2 separate regions of the Cricetulus griseus genome follow, and region 2 is linked to region 1. A link is a contact called in public Hi-C data. All regions are on one chromosome and are shown on one strand. The core of a region is the stretch at or near the end of the contact, and the rest is flanking DNA. Distances in the headings are between cores, read along the strand shown. Region 1 has its middle 47 kb from the start of Znf281. Region 2 holds the start of Znf281 (zinc finger protein 281).

The links. Hi-C and Micro-C count contacts between places; a contact is called where the count stands out from the background.
Region 2: a contact with region 1 is called in a Hi-C map of the CHO-K1 cell line, with 1.9 times the contacts expected there. The contact joins the promoter of Znf281 here to the enhancer-like site in region 1. A contact is called at or near these places in 2 of 8 Hi-C or Micro-C datasets (both in the CHO-K1 cell line).

Annotation. Positions count from the first base shown.
Region 1 is chr5:52,586,179-52,590,986 of CriGri-PICRH-1.0, forward strand. No RefSeq gene overlaps it. Among named protein-coding and RNA genes, the nearest start is that of Znf281, 47 kb to the right of the region's middle. Within about 2 kb of position 1,618, at least 2 of the 6 cell types and tissues checked have open chromatin away from gene starts, as enhancers often do. A contact at or near this core is called in the CHO-K1 cell line, where this site is marked.
Region 2 is chr5:52,633,894-52,638,385 of CriGri-PICRH-1.0, forward strand. It overlaps Znf281 (zinc finger protein 281), which reads right to left and starts at 1,435. Exons shown (of 2, transcript XM_027417473.2): 1 at 1,302-1,435; 2 at 1-1,082. The coding sequence starts at 1,068.

The DNA.
Region 1 (4,808 bases), core at 368-2,867:
AGGGTGTTGGATTCACAGGAACGTCAATTACAGGCAGTTTTGAGCTGCCATGTGAGCGCTGGGAATTGAACCTGGGTCCTCTGGAAGAGCAGCCAGGGCTCTTAACCTCCAGCCCACAAATACACTTTTTATTTATAACAAATAAGTGGAGGCCTGCGAGAAGGTTGAGCAGATAAAGCACCTGTAATATAATTTGAAATTATGCTTGACTCTTTTCTGATGACAGTTGTGGGTATAGTTAATATTTCTAAGGTTTGTCACCTTTCATGAATAAAGTTTATACTGCACTGCAGTTAGAGGTCAAAGAAAATATAACCTTTTCCCTCCGGAGTCCCCAGGATCCCAAACATTCAACCAAAGACAACATCTACAGAAACCTGGATAAGGGCAGCTGTTTAGAGGGACTGGGTCCATTTATCTTTATGTTCGCAGCAAAGGGCTTAATACATCGCAGCTGTTCCTGGGTATCTGCATGGGGCTGGTTCCAGGACCCCCAAGGAAGCCAAGTCAATGGGAGCTCAAATCCCTTGTATAAAGTGACTCAGTATTTTACTGAAACCAGCACCCACCCTCCTGGGCACTTTAAGTCATATCTCATTTATTTATAAATCCTCATACAATGTAAAGATCTCCACAGTTATTCAAGTTATTTGTGATAAAGGTGAAGAGTCTATATATGGTAAGTATGTGAGTCTGACTATATTTTTAAACTTTGTTTGCCAAATCTGTGTGTGAAACCTGCAGGTAAGAAAGACCTGATATTATAACACTAAATATGAGCCCAGAACCAAAGGCAAAGACTTTTCTTCTTTGAGGAGCTCACACCAAAGCAGACCTTGGAAAGTGGCTCACTAAGGATGGAAGGTCTGCAGACATATCTATGTAGAAACACATCCCTCCCTGGCCCTGTAATAACAGTTAGTTCCCCAAAGTGTTAGCATAAAAACTTAACCAGAATCACACACACACCCTGAGGACATTTAGAGGAGAGTCGTTCCCTCACAACTCCCTTGCCATGTGCAATGGGATCTTGAAAAGGGCAGCGCATGTCTCTAAATACGTAAGAAATGTAAAAAGTCATCTTTTCATAGTCTTTAGCTTCCCACTGCAGCAGTGACTAATGCAAGATGTTTCAGTCTCTCTTACTATTACCAAATACTTCCCTTCTTCTCCTTTTGTTGCTTCAGTTCTGGTCGATAGAATTTCCTAAGACTGTAAAAATAAAGAAATAAATGAGAGCAAGTTGGAGTAACAGTGCAGCATCTCTGGAGAACGGGCCTTGCTCTCTGTGACTTTCCCAGCTCCTTCCAGGGCACACCGGACACCATCTATACCTGAACCCGGCAGCTCTGCACACACCCAAACCCTTTTGCATTCCACAGCAGCCAGAATGAGGCAGCTCCTCCACCTTCCACTGTCTGCCTGACTTCAGATTTGAAATGGATTGGTTCATAACTTCCAGCATCATCCTCAAGAATAAACGCCAGGAAAAAATATTTTACCTTAAAAGCGCTTCTCAGTACTACCCAGGAAATTTAGGAGCCACGCTCACACACCACCGGCCAGTCAGACTCTCAAGAATGTTGAGCAAGTTGTTGGCCCACCCCCAGCCCCATCCTGTCTGAGGTTTAAACATCTGCAACATAAGAAATGAGCTATGCAGAAATAAGCAGTTTTGGAAACTGTGTGTCAGAAAATAGTGGCTCACTGCCTGTCTGAGGCATTCCTGTAAAATTCCTACAGAAGTACTGAGCAAAATCCCCAGCTTGCTGGGACACAAGGGCCACAGCTTTGCAGGAAAGGAAGGGAGGGAATAGGTGTCCCTGAGCCTTCCCGACGGGGAGCTTGACAGAACACTTTGCACACTTTAGAAATGGGCATTTTCTTCCACCTTCACTCTCCTGCAGCAGCTTTCTCACCTTCAAACTGCAAACATGTTCACATCATGATCAGCGTAGCAGCAACTCCCTTTATACCACTTCCTGGAGTTACCAAACGGCCTGCCCTTTGTCTTTCTGTTCTAACTTCCTAAGACAGTGGTCCCCAGTCAGGGTCTTCCTGTCCTGCTCCAGAGATGGGTGCTTTGGTCTTTTTTTATTGGGATTTAATCCAGTACTAAGGAGGCAGAGGCAAAGATAGAGGCAGGAGGATCTCTGGGTTTAAGGGTATACTAATCTACATGGTGAGTTCCAGGCCAGCCAGTCCTATACAGTGAGACCCTGTCTCCAATACATAGAAGCCCCAGTTTGCTGGGACAGAAGGACCACAGTTCTGCAGGAAAGAACAGGAATAGGTGTCCCTGCTGGGGCCTAGAGGCATAGTCTAGTTGGCCGTCTAGCATGCATAAAGCCCTGAATCCAATCCCCAGTACCTGATAAACCAGGTGTGGGTGCACGCCTGCAATCCCAGTACATGAAGGTGGACACAGGAGGTTCAGAAGTTCAAGGTCACCTTCTGCTACACAGTGAATTCCAGGCCATCTGGGGCTACAGGAGACTTTGTCTCAAAAGACACATGGATAGACAGACAGACAGACAAACAACAGCCAGCCCTGTGGCACACACTTTCAATTCCAGCACTCAGACACAGAAGCAGGAAGATCTCTGAATTCAAGTTCAGTCTAGTATACAGAGTGAGTTCCAGGCCAGGGCTACACAGAGAAACCCTGTCTTGAAGAGAGAGAGGAAAAAAAAAAAAAAGACAGATGCAACAAGACACACCTGCCATCTCAGCACTCCTAGGGTAAGATGGCAGACTACACAGAATTGTTCAGCTAGCCTGGGGTTTGCAGCATGGCAGAAAGAAGAGGGACCCTGTCTCTATACGATGGAAAGAGAAAACTAGTTCCTGAAGTGGTCCTCTGACTTCCACAGGTAAGTCACAACAAGTGCATGCTCACACTCACAAACACCACATGCATATACACATACATGCTAATAATAAATTAAAAATTAAAATCCTATAAAGGGTATTTCATGGGTAATCTTTTCACTAATATTGTCCACGGTTGTATGCCATCTTAGCAATCAGGAAGTAAAGAGAGGAGGCTAGAGAGTTACTCAGCCATCAGCCTGGGATACACAGCAACACTCCAAAAACCAAAACCATAATTGTAACAAAACCAAAACTACCAGCTATCAACATGAATAAAATTTTACAATAAAAGCCAGGTGTAGCAGCTCGTGCCAAAAATTCAGGTCGAAGCAGGAGCCTCACCACTAGCTCAAGGCCACTTGGGGTTACATAGTGAGTTTCAGGCGACCCTAAACCTCAGAGTAAGACCCTAGGTCAAAAGACAAAAACAGGGGTCTTGAGAGCTGGCTCAGCGGTTAAGAGCACTGACTGCTCTTCCAGAGGACCTGGGTTCAATTCCCAGCACCCACATGGTGAATCACAACTAGCTGCAGTATAGTTCCAGGGGATCTGACACCCTCTTCGGGCCTCCACGGGTACCAGGCATGCACATTGTTCACAGACATGCACCGACACACATAAAATTAAATAATAAAAATAAAATTTAAAAGACTTTGGGCCTGGAGAGATGACCTAGAGGTTAGGAACACTTGCTGCTCTTGCAGAAGACAGAGATTGGACTCCCAGCACCCATCCATAACCTCAGTTCCAGGGGATCAAGTAAGCCCAAATGTACATGTGGTGTACATACATGCAAATGAGGGCTAGCCATTCATAGCCATAAAAAATAAATCAACTAAAATAATTTTTAAATTTCCTGTAACCATGACAATGGAGATCTGAGAATTGCTTCCCTCACCAGAACTGAGGATTTAATTACTTCAGCTACTTGACCCTCGCTCCAGACCTCATCTACCCAACCTCTGACCTGTAGCCCTAGGCATGCTGAGTCTCCCAGCAAGTCACCATCCCGGCTAACCTCCAGCCTAAAAGCCACAGAACCACCCTAACAGTTCCTTCTCCTGTGAGAAGGAACGAGTCAGAACTTTCCAGGAAAATAAACCATGGAGTCCAGGGAAGAAGTGTCAGGCCCCCAAGAGACAGAGCAGTTGGGAGTTAAAATGACAGATACTAAAGTGAGACAGAATGCCTGGGTTAAAGGCAGCTTCTATAGAACATTGCTTAGTTTTTGTTTTGTTTTGGTTTTTTGTTTTGTTTTGAGACAGTGCCTCACTCTGTAGCCCTGAAACTCGCTATGCAGTCCAGTCTGGCCTCAAACTCACAGAGAGCCAACTGCTTCTACTTCAGTCTCCTGAGTGCTTAAACTAAAGGTGTGACCCTTCTGAGCCATAGTCTTCGTTTGTTGAGGGTAACACTGATACATTTGCCTCCTTGTCTGTGTATATGAATATATGATGTGTCTACATGTGTGTGTGTGATGTGCCTCTGTGTGTGTGTGTGTGTGTGTATGTGTGTGTGTGTGTGTGTGTGTGTTACGTGCATATGAGATGTGTGTGTATGTTCCCACAGATACATCTCCATGCTCTCAGGCAAGTCCTATCCCATGAGCTGTCTGTCATCTCCCCAGCCCCATGGAGCACTGCATTTCTTTAAGCCTGGTTATGTAAAGAGTGAGATAATATAAGCAATGTTAACAGGCAGTAAGTTAAAGACCTCAACAAGCCTTTTCTTCACTCAGCACGCACGTACTGAACAGCGTCATGTGGCAAGCATTGCAGAGGAGCTGGGGAGGAAAATGTCAAAGCAAAGACCCCAGTAAGCTGTAGGCAGTATAAGCCTAACTTTCAGCATGAGATGAGCTCCCAGTCTGGGAAGTGCATGTTCAAGCCTCATCCCCAGCCATATTCCTACTCTCCCGGCCTCAGCTCCCTGTG
Region 2 (4,492 bases), core at 185-2,684, 48 kb after region 1:
TGTGCGCCTGTGCTTCAACAATCTGTCAGTCCTGGAAAAATACTGTTGGCAAGTGTCACACTTATATGGCTTTTCTCCACTATGTGTCCTCTTGTGTCTCTCCATATGGTACTTCTGAATAAACTTCATGCTGCACTGATCACATCCAAAGGGTTTCTCTCGACTGTGAATTTTCTCGTGTCTCTGCAGCAGGTACTTCTGAATGAAACCCATACTACACTGGCTGCACTGGAAAGGTCTTTCTCCTGTGTGAATGAGGACATGTCTCCGCAGGTGATAGGAGCTCCGGAAAGCAGCACTACAGTGATCACAGATATGAGGTTTCTGACTTGGGGAGAGGACGGCACCTTCTCCATCTCCAACCAAAGGTTTGGAAGATGCACTTGGCTTCCTCTTGGCTTTGATTCCCTGAGATTCTGGCTTTGGCCTCTTTGCCTTTTTGACGTTAGTGTCCTGCTTTGGCTCCTCGTTGCCATGGTCATCAGTCCTGCTACCGCTGCTCAGTAATACATCACGGTGGTGCTGGGCTGGTTGCTGCTGGACATGCTGGTGGAGAATACTGAGGTCTTGGATGACGCCGTGGCTCCCCGCTTCCCCGCCTCCTAGGCCTGGTGATCTCTCTTCGGCCCCGGCGAACAGCCCCCCATAGTGGTGGTGGTGATGGTGGTGGTGGGACTGCTGCTCCTCGGGATCCGCAGGTTTCTCCTGTTTGATGCTCACCAAGGACTGCAAGAATCCCCAGGAGGTCCTCTGCGAAGGGAAGGCCGCGGCTGACGCCGCCGGCTCCTTCTTGAAAGTCATGTCCGGGGCTGGCGGAGGGGGGGGCTCTGCGGCCGGGGCTGCGGAGGTAGAGGAGGATAACACGCACTGCGGGGGAGGGGCGGTCGTCCCCGCCGGCCGGGTGAAGCTGGTGACCGGGGGGAGCCGGTGGTTGAACATAACCATACCCTGGGGAAAGGTGTGCTCCATCTCGGCTCTCCTGGCGCCGCCGGAGCTGCCGCCGGAGCCGCTACCACCGCTACTGCCGGGACCGCCGCCGCCGCTGAGGAACCCGCTGCCGATTTTCATACCCCGGAGGAGGCCTGGCTGCGGAGAGGAGGGAGAGGAGGGAAGAGGGGGAACGGCGGTAGGGCCGGGCCCCGGGCCGGGACCACACCAGCAGCGTTTGGGACCCGCCGCGCCGCCGCCCCCGCACCGCGCCGGCGCCCGTCCGCAGCCCCGCCGCCTCCGGCCCTGCGCGCTCGGCCCCGAGGCCTCCCTGGCCGCCCCCGCGCCCGCCCCGGCCCGCCGGCCACACTTACGGGTTCCGCCGCCGCCGCAGCCGCCGTCGCCTCCAGTTAATAAAAATAACGCCGTCCTCTCCACAATGGAATTAAAAGCCTCCCCGCTTCTGCGCAGCCGCGGCGCGGTGTCTGCCGGGAACTCCTCGACCGGACCAGAGGAGAGCGCTGCGGGCTCAGTGCGCCTGCGCCGCAGTTTCCGCCTGGCCCGCCTGTCAATCAAGGGGGCGGTTGGGCGGAGCTGCTGGGGGCTGGGCAGGAGGGGCGGGGACTTAGAGCCCGGCTGCGGAGGGGCTTCCGCAGCGAGGGGACGTGATTGGTGGCTGCGTCGAGCAGCAGAGAGTGGCTGAGGGTTTCTGGGGAAAAGACGCTCGGGAGGTGGAACCCGAGGGGCGGGAAGTCGGGGGACGCCGGGAGAGCGTGTGGCAGCGTGGCGTGGGAGCCGCAGAGAAAGGGGTTGGGGAGGGTGGAGAACCCGAGGACTGAACTTTGGCGTTTTCTATGCTTTAGGGCTTGCGATCTAGGCATGGAGTCAAAATCAAACCTAGACATGGACTCCTTGAGGCACCTGTGATTCTGTCTGAAAGCATTAAACTCGTCATAGCATTATTACAGAACCTGTTCCTCGTTAGTCCTTCCTTTCAGCCGGGGACAGTAGTAATAACGCGTGCCTTTGCATTTACTGGAGGAGTCTTTGAGACCGCCATAGAGGTACCGTTGGAAAAAATTGTCTCACTGCCAACCTACCTCAAGGCTACAGCAAAGGGAAACCACGTGTAATCCCAGGTGCAGCCGTCCTGTAAAACACGCCCACACATACTTCATCATCAGATGGTATTTAAATGCCACATACTTTCCAGTCGTCTGAGTTTGCTTGTCACGTTGGTTGCTCTCTAGCCTCCTTTGTAAAATATTTGCTATCGTTATTTTCTATGCTAGGATACATACCCCATCCTCCTCACCCTTTCAATAGGGAATGCCTAGAGACTCATGCAAAATTGCCCATTATTTAATTGGAGTAAAAATTTGAAATTAAAGTTCTACCAACAAACTGGGTTTTGGTGGTGTATGCCTTTAATCCCAGCACTCGGGAGGAAGAGTCAGGAGCTCTGTGAGTTCGAGGCCAGCCTGGTCTACAGTGGGAGTTCCAGGACAGCGAAACCCTGTCTTCAAAAACAAAAATAACAAAAAAGTTCTTCAAACAAAACCAAGTAAGTAATGTATAAATAATGTACCTAATAAGTATAAAAGGCACTCACTTTCACAGTGGGCATGAAAAATCTAAAGCAACAGCAACTTTCTTAGGAGTAATTTATACATCAATGACTTTTTTTTTTTTCCCCCAGAGGCAGGGTTTACTGGAATTCACTCTGTAGACCAGGCTGGCCTCGAGCTCACAAAGATCCACCTGCCTCTGTTTCCCGTGTGCTGGGATCAAAGGCGTGCACCACCACCGCCCAGCCGCCCTTCGCTGACATTTTTAATCAAATGACCTGCACAGTAGTTGTTTACATAGTGTGTTTTCTTAAATTGCATGTCCGTTTTCTCATAATGTTTTTCTAAATGGCTTCTAGTAATTAAATAACTTCCTGAGAAATTTCACAATTAAAACCATGAAGATTATTATTTAGGAATGAACACAGGCCTCTCTGAGTCTGCCTGGAAAAGTTAAAAACTGTGTTCTCTGAGTAGTTTGAGGAGGCATTGTACCTTTCTAATCCTATGCAACTACATTTAAGTATTTCCTAAAACTGTCAAGTATAGCTAAGTGTTAAACACTGAAAATTCAAAAACTTCAGGCAGTACTAAAATATTAGTCAATGCCAGTGAGAAATGAGGCTGTCCCTTTATTCTGGGTGTCAGTGTTTAATGGTAAGCTGGGATTCATATAAGCTAGTCCAAGCATGAAGGGCAGTAGGACACGCATATGAAAAGCCAACTTTGTCCCTCAGTTATCAAGATAAGAAACCTGTCATTTCTCTCATTCACTCTGTCAGCCTTGAGCTACTCCAAGCAGACTTACCTCTGTGTTGTACACCCCATATATCAGAAAGATGAAGAGAGCCTGTAAAATAAAATGGAGGGGGAAAGCTGTTAGCGCTAATCATTCCAGCAGTGGAAATACCTGAAATAAACTTTCCTGGGAACAGACAAAAGAAGACACACTTCATCAAGGTCGATTTATTTTCCCGTTTTTCACCATTAGAAGCTGTACCTTGAGCATTTATATGACAACACACTAGCACATCACTTACACTGGTTGTGCTATTCAATTCTTTAGTGATAGAAAATAAAAATAGCACCCAAATACATAGAATTGTAATTAGGAAAATCAATATTTTAGCTTCTGGGAGGTGATGAGAAAAATTAAACTCAGGATATCATCAAAGTAATATTAGAAATAGCACTAGACAGTAATATTTCTAAGTACTGCTTTAGGCTGAAGCAACTTCAGTATATTTGTTAGAAGCTTTGATGCTATAAAACTGGAAAATAATTGAAAGATTAAACACTAGGGGTCAGGGACATAGTTCAGTGGTACTGTGGTTGCCTGCTCTGGGTACGGTTATGGGCTTGAACCCCAGTACCAGGAAAAACAGCCAGCCTCCTTTGAACCTTCAAAACTAAAGAGATGAACTTAGATAATAGGGGGTTGCAGATGTAGCTCAGCAGCTAAGAGCACTTAATGCTCTTATAGAGGATCCTGGTTCAATTCCCAGGCGATCCCACAGGCATGCACATACATGGATGCAGGCAAAAATTCATACACATCAAGTAAAGAAGTCTTCAAAGATTTTGTTTGTTTGAGACAAGACCTCTCTGCGTAGACAAGGTTATCCTAGAACTCACAGAGATCCATCTGCCTTTTCCTCTCAAGTGTCTCCCAGGTGCTTGGGATTACAGGCATGGGCTGCAAAGATCAGATAGATAGATAGATAGATAGATAGATAGATAGATAGATAGATAGATATTTTTAAACTTTATTTTATGTGCACGATAGTTTTGCCTGCTTGTGTGCATGTGTACCATGTGCTTGCCTGGTGCCAAGGAGGTCAGAAGAGAGGGCATCAGATCACTGGAAGTGGAGTTACAGACCTGTGTGAACCAGTAAGTGCTGGGAATTGAACACAGATCCTCTGGAAGAGTAACTAGTACTCTTAACTGCTGAGCAATCTCTCCAGCTCCTAAAATTAAGACTAAAAGGGCTGGAG